2 separate regions of the Gasterosteus aculeatus genome follow, and region 1 is linked to region 2. Evidence: chromatin contacts called from public Hi-C data. All regions are on one chromosome and are shown on one strand. Each heading gives the region's core, a stretch centred on a gene start, on an enhancer-like site or on the middle of the called end of the contact. The rest is flanking DNA. Distances are from core to core; before and after follow the strand shown. Region 1 overlaps fhod3b (formin homology 2 domain containing 3b). Region 2 holds the start of LOC120811204 (sodium-dependent neutral amino acid transporter B(0)AT3).

Region 1 (4,725 bases), core at 259-2,758, 39 kb after region 2:
TTAGTGTTAGGCAGTAATAACTTTCTGACAGTTTTATTGAGGTAAATGGCAGTGGAACTCTGCGTGGAGGAATTTCCACTGCCATGCTGTTGCTGATTAACACACACACACACACAAACACAAGGACACACACAACATGTGCCCGGGCTTTATTCAAACCCACTAGTAGCCCAGGTGCTGATGCATCACATGGCTGTCCAGCGGGAGCCGGGTGTAATTTACCGTTGGCCGATTAATATTCAATGTCCAGGAGGAAGTGCAGTTACAGCTTTAAGAGGGAAAAGAGCAAACTGATTCAAGACTTGGGTTGAACTGGGACCACAAATCAAGCTTGTTTCTACGGTGAAGGTGTGATGAGTAACCCAGGGTATCTTCCTCTGGCTTTTCGCTCCAGCGAACAAAGAGTTTTGTCTGTTTAGAGATCCCTAATCTAAACTCCCAGTCATCTTCCGGTGGTAGGGGGGCAATGGATGGGGCCCTGCCTTGACCTGCAGGGGAGGGTGCAGACGTTTAAAAGCTTTAGCTGCTTTCTACATGATGCAGAACCAACCATACATTCAATCTAAAAATGTCAAAGTCATTCATTTTAGAGCATCTTTGTGCATAAAAGGAAGGATAACAAATACATGGGGATGTTTAACCCCTTGGGGGTGTTTCTACATCAGTGAGATATCGTTTATTCATAAATAACTGTTATGAGTAGAGTTACAGTGTTGGAACCAAAATGGTGATGATTATAAAACAGAATCAGAATTTTAGTGCTGTTGCATGTATTGGGTCGGTTTTGAAAGGGGATTTAAATGATGATGGCAACTTGGCAACTGGAAGATATTCAGCCTGGGAGTTTCACATACAGTCCCTTCCTGACATATGTAAAGACATAAATCACCGACATTGCACGGCTTCCCCTGGAAATACCTCTGGACGATTTATTCCTAGTGAATGTTGCCAGTGACTGGCTGTGCCGTAAAAGACCAACACTCGCCTGCTTATTATACATCCCAACCATGTATAGCACTGAGTGCACAAAACGTTTAAAGAACCTCGCCTGCACTCCTACTAAATACCATTAGAGTCATAAATTTGAAGCACAGCATCATCCGGAGATAAAAAACTCTGCTGGAACGGTTTGATTGCAATATGCAACCTCGTCGAATGGGAGCCTTTTAACCACATATGGCCCAGTACCACGTCGTCTGCTTTACAGATGCATCTTCAGTGTCTTGTATATGTGTGTAACGGCTCCTTTACGTAGAATGTGCAAAACTACCTTGCTGTGTTCCTGCCATGTTCGTATGCAATGCAAGTCTCCTGTCAGTTGTTTGCTGACCAAGACATATCTAGCAAGAACGTATCTCCAAAACCCAATGAAAAAGAAAGCAGACGCATTCAGAGTGAGTACCACACTGTACTGCACTGCTGTGGATTGAGCTGTACTGTGTAGCGCTTTATCTGCTGCAGCAAAGAGGAGGGTTTTGCTGAGTCAGCGGGAGTTCGCTCGGCAGTGACGAGTGGGCCGCAAGGATGGAGCTCAACACTGCCGCTCCCTGGCAGACTCCACGGGCTGCACCCAGGGTGAAGGATCATCAAAGTAGTTGCAGTGGATGTTTGCCCCAATCACAAGCATCTGTCATAGATTATACCCCTCCTTGAGTGCTCTTTGGTGTTTCCATAACTGATTAATGGGTGTATTGTTCTTTAGCCATTGTGTTGGCTATTGGCTCAGGTTTCTGCCTTGACTTTGTATTATGGGGAGCTATTGAGACGACTTTGTCAGTGGGAAACATCCACTATTCACTAACTCTCTACAGATGTGCTCTAAGTTGTTCCTACTGTTATTTTGGTCTCACTGTTGCTTTTGCAGGACATATTTCGCATTGAACTATAGGGTATAATGCTGCAAATGATGTGTGCATGAAGATGTGATTTTGAGGGGAAAATGTGTAGTTCAACGTGGAAACAAGTGATGCAACGGAAATGACAACGTTACTGAACGTCGTGTCAATTTCATTTTTTTCACTTTTTGTAGACAACAATGTCGAAAGATACCGTGTTTTTGACTGTCGGCTGACTTTTCTTTTCCTCTCTCCCACAGAGAAACTCTACAATTCAACTGGACGGGAGCTCCGGAGAGCCCTCTTTTCCCTCAAGCAGATCTTTCAGGTAATTATATATTTATATTAAGTATTTTCCTTTACGCTCGATCCATAACAAAATACATTTTTACAATCTCCAGCTAATGCATCCAGCGAATTCCAGTGTTTTGACTGTTTGTGATGAATGGCTGCATTCGTCAGTACGTGAAGTGTCTTTCACCAGGGCTCTGACTATGCCTTTGAAAGTTCACACACACTAACACGCAAGAACGCGCACACATGGACACTCAAACCTGGACACGGCATTGTTTTCTCGGGGCAGAGTTGTGTTGCTCAGAGTCTGCCTTCGTGGCAGCTGTGGAGTGTTCGGGTCTGGTCATACTTCACACGCGGGGCTGGCCTGGCAGGCAGGCGGCCAGAGAGGGGGAGGGTTGACCGACAGTTGGATGGAAAAGAGAGCAACAGACGTTTGTGCAGGCCCAGAATAGATTAGAATAGCTCACTTTTTGAGCTTTGTGGGGATTCCATCGAAGAGTGAATTGATTATTCTCGTTGTGGAATAAAATATCCTTCTGGCCTGAAATCACTATAACTTTTCTACATTGCTGTAGTGCATTGTACATGTTGTAGTCATGGATTAGGGTATGATTGTTATTATCAATTAGTATTGATTAATAATGTACACATGTACACAATGTACACAAGTAAGGGATTTTATGAAGGCTGACATGAGAAATGTTTATATATATATATATATATTTAAATAGCGGGTCCGTGGGGGGGGGTGAAACAAAAAAACATGTTATTGTTTAATAGAAATGGCTTTTCAAACGATACAGTCTGTGGTTCTGTCTTTGACAGTATTCCCGTGTTTGTCCTCGACCTTTTTTCAGGATGACAAGGACCTGGTGCACGAGTTCGTGGTGGAGGAAGGACTGACGTGTTTGATAAAAGTGGGCGCCGAAGCGGACCAGAACTACCAGAATTACATCCTCAGGGGTACGGCAACATTCCCTATCACCAGTAAACTCTAATAAATGCTTTCCTCCTCTACTTTCTCACACCTCAATCTACAACACGTGCTAATCGAGGATGTTATCAATCAATCTGGCAACACGTTTCCTCCCATAAACCTATCCGGAACCATATGTGTTTACATACACCATGTAAATTGATGATTGTGCTTGTCCACCTTCTGACACACACACCTAAAGTGTATAAACAAGCTAAAACGTGTGCCGCACATAATGGAAGTTCGGCCAAGTTTAGCAGCTGGTTAATTTATCGTTCCCATGTTGGTAAGGTGAAAGGTCACATGAGTCGAGGTTGGGGAGGTGCAGGGAAACTAGAGGACCAAAGGATTCATAGCACTCACTGCAAGGTCACTACCCTTTAACAGCCTGCTGTGAGGGGGCAGGTCACACATGCTTAAGTAGCCAATAAAAGTTCTGGCAGGATATTGCAAATCATGAAACTAATTTCCCCTCCTCTCTTTTTTAATTTTTTTTTTTTAACTTTCTTTCATTTATCTTTTTGCTCAAGATGTTCCCTGATGTTTTCACAAATATGTGTCAAGCAACTTGAACCAGATCATCATCTGTTGTTTATTTATTTCATGTGCATTTCATAATCTAACTGTAGACCAAATGACATCCAGGCCAACTTTTGTGGTTAGAAGTTACAGATAAGTCTAGAAATTCGCAGTTGAGACACCTCTGTTGCTATTTCCTCGTAATTCCTTGTTCCAAGGAGTCACAGTGTACGTAACCCTCACGGTTTTTAATGGACATTTCCATCAGGTTTTACCCTCTTTCTCGTTCATTCAATTAGATGATGGATGTTCTTAAATGCCTGCAACCTGTTCATGGTTGACCTTCTCCATTATTGAAAAGAAAACAGAAGATGAAAGGGCAGATATCTGTGACAAAGTACTGATATTGCATGAGACAGTTTTAAACATGAACATGACCCCCATCCCCAAGGACTCTGAAGTATAATGTTTGATGCTCCACCTGAACTTGGCCTTGTCCCTAACTCAGACAGATATATTTCATGGGGTAAAAGGCTAAGACAAGGATGCGAATGACAGGCTTTTGGAAACTTGTACTACATGTAAGAGCTGTCATTTCGTCGGCTTCTCACTCCTCCATATTGTACTGCCTGTTTTCCCTTTACCTCCCAAATAGTTCAGATAAAACATCTGTGCCAGTGTATTTATCTGGGACTCTCTTAAATGGGATGTGTAAATTCATCAGTTCATCTCTGCAGACTCTGCAGTTCCCCCCTCTTCATATCTCTGCATCACCGTGAGCAACCAAACCAAACTACCATTCTCCCAAAAGCCGGTTTAACCAGTTTTATCTCCTGACCATGTGTGAAAATGAGGAGTAGCAGATCACGCTCCCTCAAGAGCCTGGTGTTGGAGAACACGAGTCGAGCATATGCTGCTCTACTATCTGAATAGATGTAAATGCTTTGCAGTCCAAGAGGAACTACGTGAGGAGGATTTCCAGGGGGCAAATATATCCGATTCAGGAAGTTTTCAGAAACGAGAGAGAACAAAGAACCAACAGTAATTGTTTTGGTATCAAACGTTGATCACTCCTTACAAGAGTTGTTTTACTGTCTT
Region 2 (4,152 bases), core at 967-3,466:
TCCCCCCAAGTATCACAATGTAACACAATTGTCAGATATTTTGAAAAGCTGAGTGATCAGAGTCAATAGTGTGCTTGACAAAACAGATACGTACAGCATGAAGTCAGAGCAAAGTTATTTCTGCATATCTGAGAACCTGTCTGCTAGTATAGAGAGTAATGGTCAATTAAATGCTAAAGCAAAAAGTAGTTATCCAAAATAAGGTGTGACTATTGTGTTATCGTGCCACAGTGAAGTACAACTGTTTTTATGTGGCTGTCTACTTTACTTAAGGCGTTTCTTATGTTACATTACGAAGCACACGGTAAATGAAATGCTTACCTCCACCATAGATTTGACACAGATATGGAAATCTCCACACATTCCCAAGCCCCACAGCAAAACCTATGCAGGTTAGCAAATATTGGACTTTGTTGTCCCATTTTGGTCTCTCTGTAACCTGCGTCTGCTCACAACCTTCATTTTCTCCGTCCATGACTTCTTTGTCCATTTTGTTTCAGTTTATTTAAATAAAGCAAACCTTGTCCACTGTGTCTGAAGAAAAGCGAAGAAACTGGTGACTGTTGATTGTTACCTGCTTGTAACAGTGGACGAAGGGGCGTCATTTGTTTTATCAGATTTTTTAATCTTGTTGGCCTTTTTTTAAGAGCAATATGGTTTGTTTGTTTGAGTAAAAGCGCTTGTGTAATATGACTTTGATAACAGGAGCGATAACAGTTGATTTCTATGACACAGCAGTAATAAGGAGCCCAGGAGAAAATGTTGTGGCTACTTTTAAATCGTTTCATGATAACCTAAAATACTTCTATTTGCACATTGTTTGAGTCATTTCACTCAACGGTAATTACCGACCATCAGTTACTCATGAAAACGTGTATCATGTATTGAGTTCCTTATCAGACCGTTTCACCAAAAACACTACATATAAAATGCCTTGTACTGATACGTGACATTCATTCCTAACACAGGTGAGCGTGTACCGCGTCTTCTTGTCCCATTTCGATCGGCCTCCAGCGTCTTCCAGCTTGTGCAGCTGCTGATTGGATAATATCCTTTCCTCCAAGTCAGGATCGGCCAGTTTTAACTTCATGACCGCTGTAGTATTGTAGTGATGCAGTGCTGAGATGTTAATAGTCCACTGGACCTCTGTAATAGATTTATTCAGAGCAGCAGTTAGAGGTGTGCATTCTTTTAATCTTAAACTGGGAAAGAAATTTACAACGAGAAAAGGTAAATGCACAGTTATTCCTCTTGTTTTAAGATCGACAGAAGAAGAACATTTGTTTGGAGAATGAATGACAACACAGTTAACAGCGTGTTACCAAAAAAAAACATTTTCATAACTCCTATAGCTGTCAGCAGACCTGGGCTTTGTACATTTGTCATGGAGAGAGAATGTTTACTATTACACAATTAGTTAATAAATATATGAAATACCTCATTTCATATTCAAGTATGTTGTCAATCATTTGTTCACTTTTCATTAGTACTTTACAAGATGTTTTCGGAGATATAGTTTGTGACAAAGACTTTAAAAAGTTATTTTATCATATTTATATTTCTTTAAATAGTATTTGTCATTGCATAGTTTATTGTTACATTATCCATCCCTTGTTCTAATTGTTATTTTTCCATTCATAGGAAGAAATGAATATTTTCCATACGTTGGTCCGTTTTAGTTGCACCCTTGTGTCGCTGCCCGCGAGGTGCAGCTTTTCTTGCTTTGTTGTTGTTTTGACTGTACTTCCGCTCTGCGCCGCCGGAGGTCGCCGTCGCGCCGGTAACGTGAGCCGAGCCGGCCGGCTGAGGTCTGGCCGCGGTGTCCTCTGGCGGAGGAGGGATCCGCTTCCCATCGCTCCCACAGACCAGACGCCGAGTGAAGCGGTCCCGTGCGCGCAGTCTGTCCTCAGCACCCCGGAACGCCCGCAAATGTCCTCGGATAGCGCCGCCCCGCGCGTCTCCGCGTCTCTCCATGAGGGACCCTGGATCTTTACATCTGGACCGCGTGTCGTCCTGATCCTCTGCGCGGCGTGAAGCGAATGGAGAAGGTCCAAGGATAACAGAAGGGCTGCAGGGCTGCGCTACTGCAGAAGACCTGCCGGTAGTTCGCTGCCCCGGGGAGGCGAGGGGGGGGGGGCAGGGGGCAGGGGAGTGGGGGGTCTCCTGTCTTTCAGAGGTGGTGTCGCATCCACTATTTTGTCCAAAATCGTCCTGCATGGATGCACCATGGCTACGTTTCTGTGCAGGGTGCAGTTCTTAGATGACACTGATCCATTTAACAGCACCAACTTCCCCGAGCCCACCAGGCCACCTCTGTACACGTTCAGGGAAGATATTCCTCTGATCAATCAGATTGCTGGAGTCCACAGGCTGCTAAAAGCCCCGCAGAAGGTATGCAGTATACTTATTAATCTCTCGGCGGATTTTGTTATTGTCTCTTGAGCTCAGAGGAAAGTTAAGACCTGCATTAATTATTATGTGAACATGTTGGTGGGGTTACCGGTAAACAAACCTAATGGACTGTTGATAGATCCAGTGGCTGATGGAGCATCAACATTCTTTAAGGACAAGCATATAGATAAGATATCTCTATCACATGGAATATCAGGTGGTTAAGTGATGTAAGAACGATTTAGAAACCCATTATTCAGCAGGGTTCTGTTAATGTTTACCTCAACCACAGCACCAATACTCTCCGTTTGACCGGTTCTATTATTATCCATTTGCCAGTTTCAGAGAGAGCATTTCAAACTTTTAATAACATTTCTGCCCTTTATTTGTTTTTGTGAGAGAAAATCAATAAATACAACAGGATAATGCAATGGGGGGTTGACTGAAAATGAATGAATGACAATGAATGATCTTTGTTTGTCCACTTTTAAACATTCATCGACTTTCAATGAGGTGTCTCTTGCCTTAACGCCCCAAATAGAGCCTGGTGTCGAATGCCCAGCTGGTCCGTTGTTGAGGGATCGAAGAGGGTAATGGGGATTCGAGTTTGTAACCATCTGATCTCAATGCAACTTCTGAAGCCGGTTGGAAACACAACACATTATTTGGCATCTTACTGGCATATTCTTCTTATTTCCTTAGTTAGAAGCATAATGCGTTTTGCACGTCTTCCTTGTGGTGTTTGGTCAGCTGCATTGTGTCTGTTTTGGTTTCAACAGTTTGCCTCCCAAAAACTACAACTGCACAGCCAGTTTAAGCTCTTTGGTATGGTCTAAATTGCCCTGTTTGTGTTTCCTCAAGAAATGCAGGGTCAAAAAAATGTAAACTCAAAGCCCATTTTCATTTATTTTTTATTTTTAGAGGCCTCTGAAGACTAATTGTTTTGAGAAATGCCAGTTTCTGCCTTCCGATTGTACTAAGTGAATCCAAACAGTGTGTTCATCCACTGACCTTCAAATTCAAACAAAGCAAAGGGGCCGTCCTAGTCTTTTATTAAGCATTTATCTCAATCTGGTTGGGAAGTCACGTAAATGGAAAGTTAATTAGGGTCTTCCTTCATTCTGTCAGATCAATGCTACTCCATCTTGTTTGAGTAGAGCTGGTAAGATAAGTCACGGAAGCCTCAGGATGCTGTGGATGACCGCAAGCCTGGTTCTCATTCTGCGGCCGATCTCACTCTGACCAGCAGGATGCGACGGCAACGCTTTCCACCGTCTGAGAGAGGAGAGGGAAGCGGGCAGAATTAAAAACCCAAACAAAGAGCTGATGTACTTCGCACGGGGAGTGTCCTCAGTTTAGCAGTAGGCCAGCTGGACCGCATAGACAGAGAGCTGCCGAAACCCACATTGAGGTCTCAAGATCTGACCCTCAGCAGTTTGAAGAGGGGACTTTGGCGTGAGCGCGTGCATGCGCATGCATTCGATAGCAAAACTGTTGTCTCTCGGGTGCAGGTCTATCCGGTATAAATTGCACGCTGCTAACACGTGGTGTCGAGGGAGTCAAAACCGCTAACATATGCGGTCTCTGGGCTGCTCCAGTCACTTTCAGTCTGTAGTCTCCAGAGGGGTGATCTGTACGTGTGTGTGGGAGGGGAGGTTGTTTATACACGTGTGTTGCAAGGGTTCGTGCATGGGATGGCATACGGGCCGCGCTGCTGTTTAAAAGTCAAACATGAATTACGTTGAGCTGTTGGTGGGGTTC

Evidence for each region. A called contact is a pair of places that touch in the nucleus more often than the background predicts.
Region 1: a Hi-C map of skeletal muscle shows a contact between it and region 2, with 10 times the contacts expected there. The contact joins the enhancer-like site here to the promoter of LOC120811204 in region 2. A contact is called at or near these places in 4 of 6 Hi-C or Micro-C datasets (skeletal muscle, tail fin and whole body).

What each region holds. Positions count from the first base shown.
Region 1 is chr20:10,731,288-10,736,012 of fGasAcu3.hap1.1, forward strand. It overlaps fhod3b (formin homology 2 domain containing 3b), which reads left to right. Exons shown (of 25, transcript XM_078095129.1): 4 at 2,096-2,163; 5 at 2,990-3,095. Among protein-coding and RNA genes, the nearest start is that of LOC120811203, 35 kb to the right of the region's middle. Within about 2 kb of position 1,509, at least 6 of the 9 cell types and tissues checked have open chromatin away from gene starts, as enhancers often do.
Region 2 is chr20:10,691,216-10,695,367 of fGasAcu3.hap1.1, forward strand. It overlaps LOC120811204 (sodium-dependent neutral amino acid transporter B(0)AT3), which reads right to left and starts at 2,217. Exons shown (of 14, transcript XM_078095132.1): 1 at 1,665-2,217; 2 at 1,009-1,146; 3 at 322-432. The coding sequence starts at 2,217. It overlaps fhod3b (formin homology 2 domain containing 3b), which reads left to right and starts at 1,182. Exons shown (of 25, transcript XM_078095129.1): 1 at 1,182-2,391. The coding sequence starts at 2,227.